Regions from separate parts of the Rattus norvegicus genome. Here region 2 is linked to region 1. Evidence: chromatin contacts called from public Hi-C data. All regions are on one chromosome and are shown on one strand. Each heading gives the region's core, a stretch centred on a gene start, on an enhancer-like site or on the middle of the called end of the contact. The rest is flanking DNA. Distances are from core to core; before and after follow the strand shown. Region 1 overlaps Dab2ip (DAB2 interacting protein). Region 2 overlaps Dab2ip (DAB2 interacting protein).

Region 1 (4,939 bases), core at 623-3,122:
TCCCTGGAAGCCCGTTGGCCTATACCGTGTCTAGGTGTGGGCTCAGTTCTTCCTTCTTCCTCCTTCCTCCGCCCGCCCATGCTGTTGACCTTGAGGAGTCTAGCAGGGTCAGCTGGGAGGCGGCAGAGACTCAGGGAAACTTGGCAGCCAGTTGATCCGTCCTCGGGAAGTTGGAAGTGGAGACGTTTGAAGGTTCGGCTGAAATTAGGTCTCAGGGCTATTTTTTTTTCTTTTCTTTTTTCATGAGATGGAGAAGTGTCATAGAGGGGAAGGCTCCGGGGGCTGCAGAAGCTGCAGATAAACTCAGCACTGTGTTGAGTGCACATGTTTCGAGAAGCAGGTCTTCACGATTCACTTTTGCTAGTGCCAGGCTGTGCATGAACTATGTGTTTCTAATTCAGTGGTGGTGTGCCTGGGGTGCTGTGCGGAAGCTGTCTGGCTGAAGAAGATGGGAGAATTCTTACAGTGGGGGCCCTTTACTTTAAGGGACATGCAGGAGTTTCTCAACAAAGGAGATAGTAGTTAGAGGAAGACATAACCAAGCATGAACAAACCAGTGGTCCTGCTTGGAGTGTTGGAAGCATGAAAGAAAAGCTGAGGGAGAAATGCGAGGGGCTTCAGTGAGAGCACAGAAGCTTTTGCACTTCCTCCTATATAGGATGCGGGGAGCTGCTATAGGGGATGGCGGCTAAGGGTGGTGGTTTCTGGGGTGCCCCCTTGAGACTTTCAGCTGCTCTGTCATCTCCCTACTCCTGTAGTCTCCCCACGTGTGAACAGACGTGCAGAAGGTGGGTGAGTTGGTCGGAGAGTCTGCCATTCTCAGCGTGTGCGCCTTCTGTGGGGGGAGGTCCTTTTCTAGAGAGGGAATTCGGTCAGAGCACCAGATGCTGGAGTTGTTCAGGATGGGGCAGGGCTGGGGGACAGTAGCAGTCTCCTGTCTGAATGAACAAGGGGCCAGGACCATGAGGCGGATGAGACTGTCGGTACTTGGGCTCAGGCAGGGAGTCAGGGTGCCATCAGTAGACAGATTTGGACAGATCAGGGATTCAGGGTGGGTTAAAGGATCAGGCCAACTGCTGTTCTCACCTCACCCTCCATCCCTTGAGCTAAGATGTCCTCGTCAGGGTCTGCTTGCTCAGTTAAGGAAGCAGTAGCCCAGCCTCGGGCAGCTGGATAGGAACATGGAGAGGGAGGAGAAGAAGCACAGTTCCGTACTACCTTTTCAGTTCTAGAAACTTCCAGAGTGTCCCCTGTTCTCTGCCAGACCCTCCCTTGTGACGGCTAAGGTGTGAAGGCTGCTTCTCAGCCTGTGTCTCAGGCTCCTTTAGGTTTTCTCGCTCGGGATGGCATGCAGGGGTCAGAGACTGGGGCTTGGGAGATGGAGTGGTCTGAGGGATTTTCCTCTCCACCTGTGTGTGCTCCGGGAAGATAGTGCTGACTTCTCCCGACAGAGCACCTGGTAAGGAGCCCATCTGATTCTTGGCCACTGCTCCCCTCGGTGGGCAAGTCACCTGTCTCCAGACCGCTTTCTTCATTTCCAAACAGGGCAGCTGTGAGGGCTCGTAAGCTTGCAGGTCGACATTTAGCCACTCAGTGTCTAACCCTTGCTGCTTGTGTTTTAGGGTAAACGCTTCCCCTACTTTCCCCAGAACCCCAGGTGGTGGGGCCTGTCTCTCCCCTTCGCACTGTCTCTCACTGCCCCAAAGCGTCAGCATCCTTGACTGAGCGCTGAGGTGCTGCCAGGACCTGGAGTTGGAGAGAGGTGAGAGAGTAAGAGGCTTAGGGAACCAGAGCTAGTGTTCTAAGAGGACAGTAAGAGGGACAGAGCTGGCCAGTCTGCAGGGTGTTTTCCTACCAGCGGGGGGCAGCAGAGGGCAGCAAGTGGACATCTGGGTGACTTTCCGCAGTGAGAGCTGAAGTCCTAGTTTGTACCTATGGCCACAGAGAGCCATTGAGGTATGAAGGCTGCAGGATGAGCTGTGGTGACAGTAACACTGGTCAAGGAGCATCCAGTTGACTAATGACGGTTGGGGCTGGCTGAGCTGGCTTGGCCTGAGTTCTTCAGACACCTGGACCTCTGCTTTGATCTTTGGGGTCCTTGGAGGACCAAGGTTTGGGGCCACAGCAGGCTTGTATCAGGAAAGGCTCAGAGTGAGGGGCTAGTGTGAGTTGACAGGAAGGGTTAGGGCCCTGCAGTCACCAGGCGGGGGATACCAAATATTTAGATCCTGCCATACTGAACTATCTGCAGACCCCCTGGGCTCCTTGTTAGCTTTCCCACTACTTTGGGAGGGAATAGGAGGGCATCCCAAGTAAGGCAGATGATAGGCCAGGTCCTCTGCACAGGGTCCCTAGCTCAGCATGGCTGACCATAGGGACTATATGGTAGAGAATCATAAACCTGTTTTTTTGCAGCTCCCTGGGGCAGACTGCAGTAGTGTTCATTTCCTCCTTACAACCCTAGGCCACACACATTTCACTTTCCAAGATGACTACATTGAACAAAGAGAAGGGCCCGCTAACGCTGCCTCCTTCCAGCACTTGGATGCAGAAGGCTTCATGGACCTTGCTAGCTGCCTGTGGCCACTCTGTGCTAGCCAGTGTCATTTATTAGTCTCCTCCTCATGGAGGAGGAGTGCCAGACTCACAGAGAGGAGGCACACTGTTCTGGGTTACACAGTTAGGAAGGGTCAGGGCTGACATCAGAATCCATGCTGCCTTCTCCTGCCTTCGCCGGCTCAGCACATGGGCAGCAGGTGCCTGAGAGGTTCTTTGTACCCACCCTGTGGTCCTGCAGGCCCTGTCCCCTTCCTGGATCAGGACCCTAGATGGAGATAGGGTTCAGCTGGCTCTGTGTGTGTGTGTGTGTGTGTATGCATGCATTAGTGTTTGTGTCTGTGCACATGTGTGTATCCATTAGTGTGCACATGTGTGTATTCATTAATGTTTGTGTGTGTGCACATGTGTGTATCCATTAGTGTTTGTGTGCTTGCACATGTGTGTATCCATCAGTGTTTGTGTGCTTGCACATGCGTGTTGACTTTGAGATCCCTTCTCAGCTTCTCTCCCTTCTCTCCTGCTCTCCCCTCACTTCCTGTCCCTGAGACATAGGGTCTCTCTCTCTCATTATTAGCCTGGAGTTTACTGGGGTCTAAGCTGACTAGCTAGTGAGCCCCGGGGGTGTGTCTGTCTCTACTTTTCCAGCATGTGCCACTGAGCCTGACTTTTTTTTTTTCTTCCTCTCATGGCCTCTAGGGATTAGACTTAGGTTCTCATTTTTGTGTGGCATATACTTTCCTGACAGGCATCTCCCGAGCCCCGTGCCCTTTCTTTTTTGGGCTCTTGGTCTTCTGCCTCACTTCTTAAGTGCTAAGAGGACAGGCATACACCCTCATGCCTGGTTTATACAGTACTGGGGAATCAAACTACAGGCTTTGTGTAGGCTGGGCAAGCACTGTGCCAAAGGAACCACATCCCTCCACCCCTGAACACACTTTTTCCTGCTGTGAATACAAAGTGAGCACGTGGCACTGGGTTTGGATTACAGATGTAATTACATGTGAGTCCTTGGGCAGGAATGGTTTCTGAAGCCAGGAGGCCTTCTGTGGAGGTGGCGGATTCTGACATGTGTTTCCTACACAAGTCTAACATCTCGATGAACCACTGCCTGTAGAATTACTTGTGGAGCGTCTGAGAGGAGCCATGCCCCTCCCCTGCCCTAGCGCCTTAGATGGCCTCTCGTGGGAGTGGGTGGATCCATTTCTCCACCCACTGGCATCCAGGCATCCAGGTCCTCGCAGGCCTGCCTCAGCCTCTGCCTTTGTACTGGTTAATCTTTTTGCCAGCCTTCCGTCCTTTGCTTTGGCCTTCCTGGGCAGACATTCCCTCCCCGACTTCAGGATATGAGCCTCATGTCCTTCTCCTTCTCCGCTCTGTCACTAACGATCCGCTGTGTGCCTCTCTTCCACCAGCTCATCATGACCTTCTCAAGGGCAGGGCCAGCTTCAGATTCCTTGGAATCCTCAGTGCCTGCCTTAGGCACCTGCTAGGGGCTGCTGGCGTGAAGGGGAGGGGGAGGCAGTAGGAGCAAATTAATTAGATGGGGATGAAGTGGGGAGCAGCTGCCTCCTCAAACCTGAGGACCCTTCATTCTATGTGTGAGGCCACTGTGACTACCAACTCTGACTGAGATGAAAACTCTGACTGGTCAGCCAGATCCTAGGAGCCCCAGCAGCCCAGCAGCCCTTGCCTAGACTTGTCTCTGCGTCTCAGCCTTCTGAGGCCAGGACTCCCAGGTCAGTGCAGCCTGCAACTGCCAAATTATAGGAGGACAATGCCTGTGGTGTCGTATTCAACTGTGTCTGTTTTCCTAGTGAGAAGGCACTTAGTCATGCCCGCTGCCTTGGGGCTCAGGGGTGTTGCTGCCCTTGCAGTTTGGTTGTTCCCCATTGGTTAGCACTTTTCCCTGCCTTGCCCTGGGGCTAGCCCAGACTGTTGGGTGTGTGGGAGGCTAGGACTATCTGACCATCTTAGGGTTACCCACTGTTCCCAAAAGGTCTCTTTCCTTTGTTATCACAGCAAATGAATTCCCACTGGTATGGTGGAGGAATGTGCCCAAGAAACAGAGGGTTTAGAGGTTAGCTAGCGTCTAGAACAACCTTTTCATTGTAGGAATGAAGAAACTGTGTCACAGAACGGCTAAGGTGCTTGTTCAGGGCCTCGTGGGTGGTTGCGGAGTGGCCTACACAGGCTGAACTCAACACTGCTGTTCCTTGGCTGTGTGACCCTAAGCAAGGTTTGTCCTCTCTGAGCCTCGAATTTCCCATCTGCATGGTGGGTTGTGAGGCTTTCGGAAAGCTGGTAGCAGCTTCATGAATCGTGTGTGCTGGGCCAGTTCCTGTCCTGTGGTTAACAGGGGTACTGAGAGTGAAGCGCAGGC
Region 2 (4,939 bases), core at 1,065-3,564, 47 kb after region 1:
CAGACTGTCCAGACTGGAGGCCTTCCTGCTACCATGGACCTGCCCTACATGAAAATCAGAGGCATCAGGCTCCAAGGAGCTGTAGACCTCCAGCTCAGCAGGCAGTCGGGTGTTTGTGTTGAAGGGACCTCTGGCTGTGAGGGAGGCTCTATGCCCCACAGCTGTAGGTTGTTCCTGAGCTTAAGCAGCATTTTATATGTACTAACTAGTTAATCTAAGACCAAAAGCCAGGCATGAGATAGGCTCCACCTGGGGAGTTGAAGTCCTGTGCTGCCCCAGCCCCCAAAACTCCCAGGCTTAGGGCTCCTTCTTTCCCTCTGCCTACTCAGTGGGCCTCAGTTGGGCTGGACACCAAGCAGGCTTCTTCAAAGGATTTGGCTCCCATCCTTCCTCAGACCTTACTCTCTCCAGGGAAAGGCATCCTAGTCATCCTGCAAGGGATCCCTGAAAAATCTTTTCCCAGAGGGGAAAAAAAGACTTGCCCTGATGACTAACTACCCTGGAAGCTTGTCCCTGATTTGCGCCTCCCAGCATGCCCACCTCTTTGAGCCAGGCTGGAGACCAGCCTTTGCTAGGTGTTCACTGAATGCCAGGCATGTTCTGTGTCCTGGGAAGCAAATGCTGATTTGAAACAGTCCATTTTACAAAGGAGGAAACTGAGGGAGACTCAGAGATGTGTCGGCCTGTTTAAGAGTACGTGGGAGCAAGCGGTACAGCTCAGGTTTGAGTGCAGACAGCTGCAGACCCTCAGGCTTACTTCCAGATTCTACGAAGAGTGAAGTTAGGTCCTCAGGACTGAGCCCTGTGTGGTGTTGGGCCGAGGCTTCCACCTGGCCAAGGTGAGGCATGCAGCAGCCACTAAACCCAGACACTCAGGGCCAGACAGTCCAACATCTTTCCCTCCCTCTTCCCTTGCTCAAGCTTGGGGGATGCAGAAGAACCCCCGTTCTGTGGCTCCCCTCCATCCCTATGAGCATACTCTGTGTCTGAGTCTTGGCGCTCTCCTCTTGCTCTATCCACACAACGTGTTTGTGGAGTAACTGGGGGGTCTGTGAGAGTGTCATGCATCTGCAGAGCCTGCACCCATCCTCTTCCCCTTCATGACTCCTGGCATTCACCTCCTTTGGGGTCTAGGGTAAGGTAGAGGATGTGACAGAAGAGACTTGAGGGTTGTATGGCTCAGCCTGAAAGCCCAGTGGCCAGGCACTGTAGAAACACGATTGGTGCCATCTTGTCTTAGTGGAAGAGAAAGATATTGAAGAATGTGAATCTTGTGGGACCTAAGGCTGGGGCAAGAGAAAGTTGGTCTTTTGGAAGGGAGCTGCTACTGCAGGGGTGGGGGGTCCTCAGCTGACACGGGCCTGTGAGCAGAATTGTGCTGTGGAATCCTGGAGAAGCTGTCTTTCTCTTGACCTCAGCTTGTCCATTTGGGAGTTGGATGCTGGTGCTGCCGTCCTGGGGAGTAAAGCAGGCAGTGCTCGGAGTGCTAAGTCTTGGCCCTGGTAAGCCATGATTTTCCAGAACTGGCAGTGTTCCCCCCCCATTTATAGTCTCTACATGAGAATTAGTTTTACTGTTTCTGTTTCACATGCTTTGGAACCTTTAAGTGAAATTCAGATTTTGACTCTTAGAAACTTTGCCTGAAGTCTCTGTTAGAAGCCGAAGGCCCATAATCTGATGATGACTCATGGGCTGTTTCACTTTTCCTGCTTCCTGTAAAGAAAAAGGGATCTGTAGCTTTAAGGTCTCACAGACTTGGGACACTGGCCCTTTAAGAGAACATTACAGAGAGTTGGAACATTGCTTTTTGTTTAACTAGCTAGCCATGGTTGGTCCCAGTGGGTAGGACCAGAGTGCTGTGTCTAGAAATACAGCACAGAGCTGGACTGAGTTTGACGGGAAACAGCCAGTGGCTAGGTGGCTAGGCTAGCCTCTGTCCCCAGCCTGGTGAAACCAGCAGCTCTGTTCAGGCATGGTGAGTGGCCTTGGTAGAGGCTGAGCAGAAGGGGGCCAGTTAATCCTCCTGGGCCCAGGGAGGGGCTGCTACCAGTACTAGATGGAGTGGTTGTCACAGGTGCCCGGCCTGCGAGGGACTCACGTTTCCAGTAATGGCAGCTCTACCCAGATAGTCACTACCAGCACGGAACTTGGAAGCAGTTGGATAGGTCTGGCTCAAGCAGGAGACCAGCAAGTGGGGGGAATGGTGATGCTGCCACCACTGCTGCTGCTGTTAGTTCAGTGATGAGGGTGGCAGTGCTGCTCTCTGCAGGCCCCATGGCCTGTGAACAGGGGAAGCAGGAACTGCTTGCAGCATTCTGCTCTCTGGAGTCTGGCCTTTGCTCTGGTTGTCCAGCTGGGCTGGGTGGAGCTGCGCTTGGGCCTTACCGCCTCCCCTCCAGCAGACTTGTGGTTGCTCACCTCCCTTCTGCCTGACTCCTGTGCTGTCTGGTGCTAAGAGTGTTGGCTACAGCTGGAGAGGTTGTCAGAAACCAGGTCTGTTGCTGTGGTAGTCTTCAGGGGGAGCCTTCTTGGTTCTTACTTGTTACTGTACTAGGGGCAGGTAAGACAGCCTGCAAGATGCCTTCACCATGTTCCAGACAGGATCACCAGGTGACAGGCCAGGGCCCTGCTATTACCTGAAGTTCCTATAGTTACTTGACAGTTGGTACATTTCAGTACACGGTTTCTGTAGGGTTGGTGAACCCGATGCATCAGCAGACAAGCAGAGAAGAGTTTGGGATTGGAGCTCTTATACCCAAGCCTCCCCTGCCCCGGTGGTGCCTATGAACTGTGACATTGGCTAAAGTCAGTTTTCAGTGTGAATTGGAGAGGCCTATGGAAATGGTAGGATCTATGTTTGATTCTTTCTTTCTTTCTTTCTTTCTTTCTTTCTTTCTTTCTTTCTTTCTTTCTTTCTTCCTTCCTTCCTTCCTTCCTTCCTCCCTCCCTCCCTCCCTCCCTCCCTCCCTCCCCCTCTCTCTCTTTCTTTCTTTCTTCATTTTTTTTTCTTTCTTTTTACAAAAGCATCTTGCTCTGTAGCCTATAATTCTAGGCTAGTCTGAAACTTAATTCTCCTGCTTCAGCCTTCTGAGTGCTAGGATTACAAGTGTGTGCCACTGTGCTGGACGAGTGACCACTGAACAGGGCTCAGACAGGAAATGAGCAGGCCTACCAGGAGTGGCTCACCATGAGCAAAGGTGAACTGCCCCATAGAGTGGTTACTGGAAGGGTTGAGCTGGCCCAGTTCCTGGCCTGGTGCACACACACCTGCTTTAAGGGGGTCGGTTTGATCTGCTGGGATTCCTTGGACCAGATGGCAAAATGACCATGCGAGTGTATCCAGCCCCTAGTGTGGGAAAAAGAGGGACTGTGATGGCCATCTCCAGTCCTCTGTTTCCTTAACCATAGTCAGGTACATCAGAATCAAAAGGGATGTGAAGCCAGTGGTTGGTGTACTACCTAAGTGTGTGGCTTAGCAACAGATGGCTACGTGGGGACTTGAGAGCACCCCCTGCTTTTCTTTGACATGTTTTTTCTCCTGAGATTCTAGCCTTGCTTGTAGTGTAGGAGCATGGCTTGCTGGTAGCTGTCCTCTTACTGATTTGCTACTCATGATGCTCCTGGCTGCCTCCTGCTGTTGTAGTTTGAGGCCTGGTAGCTCTGTTGCTCTCTGGAGGTCGGCAGGCTCAAGGATGATATAAAAGGGAGGCATTCAGCTATTATATTCTTGCTCAGAAAGGGTAGGTACCAATGCAGTGTAACCACAGGGTAGCCCATTTGATAGGTGATAAGGCTGGCCCACATTTCCTTTAGTCCGCTCCTTCCCCACTGTGTCTGCTGCTTCTGTCTCCTAGAGGGTGCTGACATGGAACTTGTGTGGCCAAAAAGCCGTCCATCCCTGGTGGTGGCTATACTGCTTAGAGCTGGCAGCTCAGTGTACGTGCTTATTCAACATGTGTCCTCCATAAATAGAAATCTTCGGGGCTGGAGAGGTGGCTCAGCAGTTAAGAACACTGACTGTTCTTCCAGAGGTCCTGAGTTCAAATCCCAGCAACCACATAGTGGCTCACAACCATCTGTAATGGGATCTGATGGCCTCTTCTGGTGTGTCTGAAGACAGCTACAGTGTACTTATAAATAAATAAATTAAAAAAAAAAAGAAATCTTCAAGTGTCTATCCAAAGTGACCTGTCCTTTTGATCCTATTTGGATGAGGGGTGCCGCTGTCTGGAATCGTTTGTCAGAGAATGTTTTTTTGGGAGCCTTGCTGTAGAAACAGGGAGGATAGATCTGGACCAAGTAGAGAAAGGCCTTTAGGAATGTCAGTGGACCAGGGAGAAACCAGGAGCAGCAGAGAAGTTGACAGGGAGGCCTAGAATAAGGCAGGGCATGGAGGCCACCAGGGCTGACTACAGGCCTGCAGGCCTACAACACGCTGTTGGGTAATTTGTTCAGCAACAACAGGGCCCAAACGGCAAGCAACACTTGGCTTACTAGTTTGGCTCATGTCACGGCATTTTGCTTATTGGTTTTTGTTGTTGAACTTTCTATGTGGTAGAGCCTGTCCTTGGGCTCTTGGTCCTGCCTCTGCCTTCCAGGTTCTAGGATTGCATGTGCATCCATGCCCGAGTCTGATCTGCATGAGATCAGTACATTTAACTAGGTATCAAAAGAATGGCCTAATGGGTTGGAGAGGACAACAGTCCTCAGGTTAACTGTCACTCTGATGCAAACAGCCAACCGCATGGAGTGGCACCTGGGTCTTAGGTAGAGAAGATGAGGCTGTGTGCATTCCCATTTTCCATCATAAGGAAGGACGGCCTCCCAGAGGTGAAGGCCTGTAGACTGGGTTAGTCAAGGTAAGCTGCTTTCTATGGGATGGGAACACTCCCCTTTTAGCTGAGTCTTGATTTTTATTTTATGATCATTCTCTACAAGC

The links. A called contact is a pair of places that touch in the nucleus more often than the background predicts.
Region 2: a contact with region 1 is called in a Hi-C map of psoas muscle, with 1.5 times the contacts expected there. The contact joins two enhancer-like sites. A contact is called at or near these places in 5 of 12 Hi-C or Micro-C datasets (Schwann cells, kidney, mammary epithelial cells and 1 more).

Annotation. Positions count from the first base shown.
Region 1 is chr3:39,400,604-39,405,542 of GRCr8, forward strand. The region is part of intron 2 of Dab2ip (DAB2 interacting protein); the gene reads left to right. Among named protein-coding and RNA genes, the nearest start is that of Dab2ip, 90 kb to the left of the region's middle. Within about 2 kb of position 1,873, at least 2 of the 93 cell types and tissues checked have an H3K27ac peak or open chromatin away from gene starts, as enhancers often do.
Region 2 is chr3:39,447,612-39,452,550 of GRCr8, forward strand. All of the region lies in intron 3 of Dab2ip (DAB2 interacting protein), which reads left to right. Among named protein-coding and RNA genes, the nearest start is that of Dab2ip, 140 kb to the left of the region's middle. Within about 2 kb of position 2,315, at least 23 of the 93 cell types and tissues checked have an H3K27ac peak or open chromatin away from gene starts, as enhancers often do.